Regions from separate parts of the Mus musculus genome. Here region 1 is linked to region 2. A link is a contact called in public HiChIP or PLAC-seq data. All regions are on one chromosome and are shown on one strand. The core of a region is the stretch at or near the end of the contact, and the rest is flanking DNA. Distances in the headings are between cores, read along the strand shown. Region 1 holds the start of 4930488B22Rik (RIKEN cDNA 4930488B22 gene). Region 2 has its middle 21 kb from the start of Gm34229.

What was found. HiChIP or PLAC-seq counts read pairs in DNA pulled down with a chosen protein or histone mark.
Region 1: a contact with region 2 is called in an H3K4me3 HiChIP or PLAC-seq map of stem cell-derived neural progenitor cells, with 22 read pairs. The contact joins the promoter of 4930488B22Rik here to the enhancer-like site in region 2. A contact is called at or near these places in 5 of 39 promoter capture datasets (the 3T3-L1 cell line, the HPC-7 cell line, embryonic stem cells and 1 more), 1 of 15 datasets of contacts at CTCF or cohesin (the NIH/3T3 cell line), 12 of 484 Hi-C or Micro-C datasets (the G1E-ER4 cell line, astrocytes, bone marrow-derived macrophages and 7 more), 20 of 115 datasets of contacts at active chromatin or transcription factors (bone marrow-derived macrophages, a colorectal cancer cell line, craniofacial prominence and 13 more) and 1 of 9 other capture datasets (bone marrow-derived macrophages).

Annotation. Positions count from the first base shown.
Region 1 is chr1:184,710,629-184,714,295 of GRCm38.p6, forward strand. It overlaps 4930488B22Rik (RIKEN cDNA 4930488B22 gene), which reads left to right and starts at 1,869. Exons shown (of 3, transcript NR_040627.1): 1 at 1,869-2,666; 2 at 2,778-2,890.
Region 2 is chr1:184,451,131-184,455,052 of GRCm38.p6, forward strand. No RefSeq gene overlaps it. Among named protein-coding and RNA genes, the nearest start is that of Gm34229, 21 kb to the left of the region's middle. Within about 2 kb of position 2,236, at least 10 of the 459 cell types and tissues checked have an H3K27ac peak or open chromatin away from gene starts, as enhancers often do. A contact at or near this core is called in stem cell-derived neural progenitor cells, where this site is marked.

The DNA.
Region 1 (3,667 bases), core at 619-3,118, 260 kb after region 2:
CTTAAGGCTTATTGACCAACCAACCTGTCCTAATTGGTGGACCCCCCCCCCAGCCAATGAGAGACCTTGTCTCAAATGCAAGAGGGCTAGAAATATGACTTGGGGGGGGGGACTTGTTATGCAAACATGAGTGTCCCAAGTATGCACATTAAAAAAATAAAAATAGAAATAAAAACAGATGTGGTTGTATCCATGGCACTGTGAAGCACGGAGACAGGAGGATCCCTGCAACTTACTGGCTGCTGGTATAGCTCTGGGTTCAGTTGAGACAGCCTGTCTCAAAAGAATAATGCAGAGATAGATAGGACGGCACACCCAAAGTTTTTCTCTAACATCTACAAGCAAACACATGTGCACACACACACACATACAAACAATGCACACATATACCACATGCATACCATATAAGATGAATACGTCTAAAGCAACACCCAAGGCTCACCTCTGACCTTCATACACACATGTATACATGTATATACATATATACACACACATCACACACACACACACACACACACACACACACACATGAGGAGGCCCAAAGGAAATTTGATGCAGAACAGAAGTCTATGTCATCAGAGAAACCAGGACTGAGGTGACAAGGACATAAACCACGGAGTGCCAGCAGCAACCTGAAGCTATAATAAAGCACATTTCTCCCCTTGTGACTTCCAGAAGGATCTACCCCTGTCAACACCATGTCTTCACCCTGAAAAACTCATTTCAGATGTCTGGCATCCAGAATGGTGAGACAATAAAGTGAGGAAGTTTTAAGTCACTAGGTTGATGCTAAATTGGGGTAGTAGCCTAAGAAACAAGCTGATACTCCCTCCCCAGCCTGCTGTGACTTGTGGAAACATCTCTGGGTGGCTTTCACACTTCCAGAAACAGTCCATCGAAAAGTGTCTTCAGAATGACCCGTAGAATCCGTCCCTTTACATCCTGCCAGAATTCCTTCTATTATAGTCTACTTTGTTTGCAAAAATAATAATAATTTGTGATATAATACTTAAATAGTACAATAAAATTTGTTCAAGGAGAAGACAAAAATGGGAGAGTGAGCCCGGAGGTGTGAGCCAGAAATCCCAGCCTTTGGGGATGCAGAGACAAAAACATTTGGAGTTCAAGGTCAACCCTGGCAACAAAGTGAGTTCCAGGCCAGCCTGAGCAGAGTGAGCCTCTGTACCACAAAAACAGAGAGGGGGGTGGGGGGAGGAGAAGAAGGGAGGAAGGAAGCAAACAGGGGAAGATGGGACTGGAGAGGTAGCTCTCTGGTTTAAAAGCAAGCAAGGTTCCTGCTGTGGTCCTAAGCTCAGTTCTCAGCACCCATATCAGCCAGCTCACAACCAGCTGTAACTCCAGTTCCAGGTGACTGGGTGCCCTCTTCTGGCCTCAGTGGGACCGACACAAGGGCACAAAGACACGCGATTGAAAATAAAACAGAGATGGAAGCCTGAAAGGAGGAAAAGGATGGAGAGACGGAAGAAGGGAGGGGATGACAAAGAATGCACAGTTGAAATTGATATCAGCACCCTAAATCCATACCTTACCTCTGGAGTGTTATAATAAATTATTTAAATCCCAGCCGAGGTTTCTACCCCACCTTTGGTTATTGAGTTCCTGGATGAAAAACACACTCACAGCCTTCATAGTTACAAGCCTTAAGCAGCACAATAGCTGAACGGATGGATACCTCACCTCCAAGCTGTTAGAATCCACTTCACTATTGATAACCCTGAGTTATTACTTACTATTTACCATGTTCCATCTGGGCTGCTCTTAACTCTGATTGGGTAGTTCTCATGACCCTTGACCCTTAACCCATTGTGACTTTCCTTCCTCCTCTCCAGTGAGCGCTCCTCTCCCACAAGCCTGGGAATCCTAAACCCTACCTATGTCTCTTCTGCACAGCTATTGACATCTTTATTCACCAATCAGAATTAACTTGGGGACAGGGTCACATGAGCTGTGTGCAGACTCCAGGTCTTGGGGGCCCACACTTAGCATTACAATAGACAGTAAAAGGCGAAACCTCAACACTGGACATTTACAGAGCCATTTACCCAGCCGGTGGGATTATTGTGTTCTCTAACAGCCACAGCAAAGGATGTCAGTGTGTCAGTCGCTTTCCTGTTGTGATAACACACAATGACCAGAAAGTGGGAAGCTAAGAAAAATCACTTCTGTCACTGCAAACAGAGCAGAGAGAGGACTGAGGCCATGATCACTCAATGCCCACCCTCAGTGGCGTGCTTCCTCCTGCATGGCTGCACCACCTAAAGGTTCCATGACTTCCCAAACAGCACATGGAACCACACATTCAAGTACCTGAGCCTGTGAGGACATTTCTCACTCGTCACCACCACTACTACACTATTTCCTAAACTGGTCTGATCATAACAACCCCTTGGATACTCATTAACCATCCACATATCCAGTCCCTACCTCACTGAAGATCTATAAAAGCAAATCTAGTAGAGAGGTAGTTAAATCTGGATTCTAACAAATCCCCAAGAGGGACGTGACCCGCAAGAGGGTCAGAGTTCATCGTGTAAAACGAAGGCATCCTGTCAAGACTGAAATGATGTCATCAACTGTGTGCCTGTCCAGGTGAGATCCACAGCTGTCAACACTCCCCAGTTCGAAGATGGCTTCTTGGTAAACTGGTAAGAAGGGAAATAAAAGAACATACTCGTGCCCTAATTGAAGATAGGTACAGTAATAGATTCCTGAATTTCATCTTCTGTTTCCCTTTTCCTCTTTCCAAATTCACTCAGGGTTTTTTGAGGGAATCTCCGTGGACAGGAAAGGGCAAAGGATCAAGGTCAGCTGATGCAGACAAAAGGAGGGGCCTATGGATTCCATCATTGTCATCCAACATCTTCCTAGGGTAAGAGACCATGTGGATTTTAGCTGGTGTAGTACACACAAGAACAGAGGCTTGGTAGCAGGATGAGTCAGACTTAGTGTAGGGAGATACCGAGAGAAGCATGGATGAAGATCCTCTCAGACAGATCCCTGAGTGCAGCTCCCTTCCCCACCGTCAGCCTTCAGTCCTGGGAGTTAATAACTTTCCTTTAAGGCCTATACCATCTCAAGTTGCACCTAAAGGCAGTACTGCCATTGTATTAATCTTAGATTTTTATTCAATTTTTAATTATGTGTTTGGGGTGGGGGAGAGATATGGGCACAGGTGCATGATGCCCATAGAAACCAAAAGAGGGAGCAAAATCCCTTTGAGTAGGAGTTACAGGCAGCTGTGGACCACACAGGACCCACCTCACTAGCCACGAAGGAAGCCACCGGTCATCTCCAATGCAAGGGTATGTGCAGCGCATGCAGCAGGGAAGGAAGGGGTGAGGCCTGATGACATCGTCGCCTCTCTGGCTGTCCTTTCCCAACTACTCCAGCTGCCCTGAGAGAATGACTTTAATACTTAACTAGGATGGTTAGCTCTTAAGAAGAGATTTCTGGTCCAAAGCCTGGGGTTTGATTCCCATCAATATAAAAATATTAATTATGGGAAAGGTTTTGCCTTGCTTTTCATTCCTTGACAACTTTATTCGAGTGGATTCTGAATTTAGGGTATTTTTCACCTCTATTACCCTCCCCCCTCCCTCTATCCTTCTCCTACTCTCCCTCTTTTCCTTCCTCTCCACCCACTTTC
Region 2 (3,922 bases), core at 986-3,485:
TCCCTGAAAAGCCTACTCTTGGATGGTGGCATAAGTATTTTTTGTGGGACGGAACTTAAAGCTATCATACATCTGAAGGAATAAAACAGGAGACAGTGAAGATAACATTGAGCGTGAGGCTTCCTTCTACACAACGATCCCTTGCAGAGGGAATTCCATGCTGAAATACCTGAGGACATTTCATTGCTGGAAAGCTGTGTGGGGTCTGCAGCACACCCCTCATGGTCTCTCTGAACACAGCATGGCAAGGATAGGGATCTAGCAATGACCAGAGGAGGGTAGAGGGGCCACCAAAGCTGTCTCCCAGCTTCTTGGACAAGATGCTTGGGATCGTTGGATTATTTAAGGTGTTTGGGAGCTTTTTTTTTTTTTTGAACACATGCTGCCCTGGAAATCACTACTCAGCCAGGGCTTAGCCTTGAGCTCACAGCAACTTTCCACCTCGGCTTCGCAAGTACCAGGATTACAAGCACCAACCATCAGAGCTGATTTTTTAAATCCCCCATTCCCTGAGATTCCTGGCTGAGACTTGGTTTATCATCTGAGAAAATGTTTGTCATTCCTAGGACTCACTCGCAATTAGAATTTTACAAAGCCCCAGGGGGTGGTCCCACATAGCTAGTGTTCTAGCAATACTGTGAGTTCTTGCTGTGGAGTACTATACTCCTTCTGAGAGGCTGGGCCAGCTTATTCCCAGAGTACATGCTCCTTTGCCCCTCCTAAAACCTCAGGCCTGCTTCCCTGACTCACAGGAAGGAGGGTGTGTGTGACAGAGTACTACTGAATGCTGTCAGAGGGGAAAGTGTACCAATGTGTTCTCACCAGAAATCTCCCAGTAAGAGCTGAAGGGGTAAGGTAGTCATTAAGACAGCTTGCTATCGCTGTTCTGTCAGATGACTGTAGTTTGGATGCTAGCACCCAGATCCCAAGGCTCACAGATGCCTGTAGTTTCAGCTCCAGGGAATGTGAGGCCCAGTTCTGGATTCCATGGGTGCACACACACACAAAGCATACATGTGCCCGCGCGCGCGCGCGCGCGCGCGCACGCACACACACACACACACACACACAAATAGGATAAATCTTTTGTTAAATAAAGAAAACAACAAAACAGTCTCCTAATAGGAAGATGAGCAGATGTGGGAGGAACTGAACCAAGGGCCTGTGAAACCTCAGGTCATGTGACCTAATACAGGCTGCCCACCATGGCTCCTGTATTAGCTTGGACCGACCAGTCTGTACAGAGTCCACAGCTCCTGGTGTGTTTTCCACAGTTCATTCCTTCTTTCTTCCTCACTCAGCCGAGAACACTTTACATGAGCTCCGCTCATATGGTGGTAAATCTTGACTTGAACTGACACAACACACACGGATTTTCCTCCTACAGTCTAGGGAGAAAACACCTTGATTCCACATCTTTAAAAATGTGCCCACACTTGGGCACAGTCTGCTACATCTGACTACACTGTGGATTGTAACACGCCATGCCCATACCATGTGACCACTCCCAGATCCCCAAATTCTGAAGTTCAGAATTTGTCCGGCCCAGAGGTTTTAAAACAAGGCTCTGTGAGTCTTTTGCGGCCCAGGCCCAACCCAGAACAATACAAATAGACTAATCCTATATCCTCGGAATTTTCAAATCTTGAGATTTTTTTGTCCAGCCTATGTAACAACTGATTCTTGCCTTCCTCTTGCCCTGCGTGGGATTAAATGCGGAGCCTTTCATCCGCAGGAACGGACCACGTCAGTATACCATAGCCCTCACACACATTTAATATGAATTCACCAGTGCTGATTTAATACATATTAATGACATTTCCCCATGACTTTAAAAAAAACGTTTTGTTATTTATTTATTTGTGTGTAGGCGCCAGCACTTACATTAGAGGGTCATTTAGAGGCTAAAAATGGACATCAAATCCTCTGCAGCTGATGTTATAGTAGATTGTGAACGGCCTGATGTTGGTGGTGAGAACTCTGGTCCTCTAAGAGAACATCAAGTCCTACTAACCACGGAGCCATCTCTTCGGCCCCTTCCTTGCTTTTCAAAACTACAAAATCAACAAACCCCTGAGTAACACTCACAGTCCAGGCTGTTCTCCAAGAGTCACTTCGTAGCCAAGGCTGACCTTGAACCGCTGATCCTCTTGCTTCTGTCGCCCAAGGACGGAGCTTACAGGCACGTGCTATCATGTCCGGTTTCATTTAGTACCATAGATGAAACACAGGACTTCACAGATGCAACTGAGCTATACCCCCCAGACCCACATATCAACTCTTATGGTCTAGCCTGCCAGGCTGTCACTATGACATCATAGAAAGCAGGGTAAAGGAGAAAGACCACTGATGACTATAAATATTCTCACCATGGAGAAAGACCACTGATGACTATAAATATTTTCACCGGGTGCTGGTTACAGGCATAACAACTCTGCCATTTATATAACAGCAAAATGTGGTAAAATGGTTAAGGAACAATGGGGTCAAGTGTTCCTTAGTTTGCTCTCAAATAATCTGACTGTAAAGTTTTATGATTTCTTAGTGATGGCTGTGTTTAAAGACTAGCTCATAGAACTGCTCAAAAATTAGTAGTAGGCTATCTTGAGCTGTTCACAGTCAAACATGCTTCCGCCTCCAGCCCTGGGACACAGCCAGATCTGCCTCAGTGAATCTAGAAGCCATTTGACTCAAGGCCCTTGTTACAACCTGATTCTTCAGCTGCTCAGTATTCTCCACTGGCACCACAAGGCTTCCCCCTACCACCCCTACCCCCCTCCCGCCGCGTTTCTTTCTTTGTTCACTATTCATTCCTTCTCAGAGTCCTTGACTTTCCAGCACTTGAGAGCTCATTATATAAAACAAAACCGGGCTGAAGTCAAGAGAAGCTTCCCAACATTGTCCTTTGCTGGGATGCCTGGCCTGAAACCAGCCCAGTTCCCTGCTTACATATTCATTGGCTATTTGAAAATACATAAGCACACTGAACAATAAACTGCTTAAATTTGCCCTTGCCGGAAGAGCTATTAAAGGGGACTCCTTAAAATATATTGGGCCAAAGATTTTTCCTGCAGTAACTTTAAAAGAGCTTACATCCTCAGCTTGGCCTTTCTGCCACCCACTCTGAGCCATAAGATGTCACCAGGGTTGGCTTACTTCCTAATTCAGGGCCCCCAACACACTCACCCTTGGCTTTCTCACCTCATAAATGTGTCATTTCCAGAGCCACCTTCCCTTCAAAAAAAAAAAAAAAAAAAAAAAAAAAGAACTGCCTACCCTGAAGAGATGGAAGTACCTTAGAAACACTGATCCCAAGCCAAGAGCAAGAAGTTAATTTATTCAACCAACTTCTATTAAAAGGTTGCAGCCTGTGGGGTCATGAGATAGACCTGGGAACAGTAAGGGAAACCTCAAATCTTCAAAGAGTTGCAGCTTACAATCCAAGGGACTTGCACTCAAGCTGAAAACCATCTAATGCCCAGGCTCCTTTCCAAGCTAATTAAATTAGAAACCCCCAGGGTGGGATCTGGGCTGTAGAATGCTCTAACACTTCCCCGGGCGGTTCTAATGGGGAGCCAGAGCTGAGAAGAACTGGAAGCTAATGGGTAATGGTACCCTTCTGCATGAGCAAAGTCAGCCACTCCGTTCGTTCTGGATCTTGAGTGTGCAAAGAAGCCTGGGGACATAAGTCAGAGATGTCACAAACCTGGGGGCTTGCTAGAAATGCAGACTCTAGGCTCCTACATAAGACCCACTGAATTGAAGTGTGTGTGTGTGTGTGTGTGTGTGTGTGTGTGTGTGTGTGTGTGTACAGATGAGCACATGTGTATTTGCATGCATGGAGAGCTGAAGACGAATTTCTCAGGACACTTTCCACATTATTTTTTGAGACAAGGTCTCTCAGTTGCCTAGAACTCACATC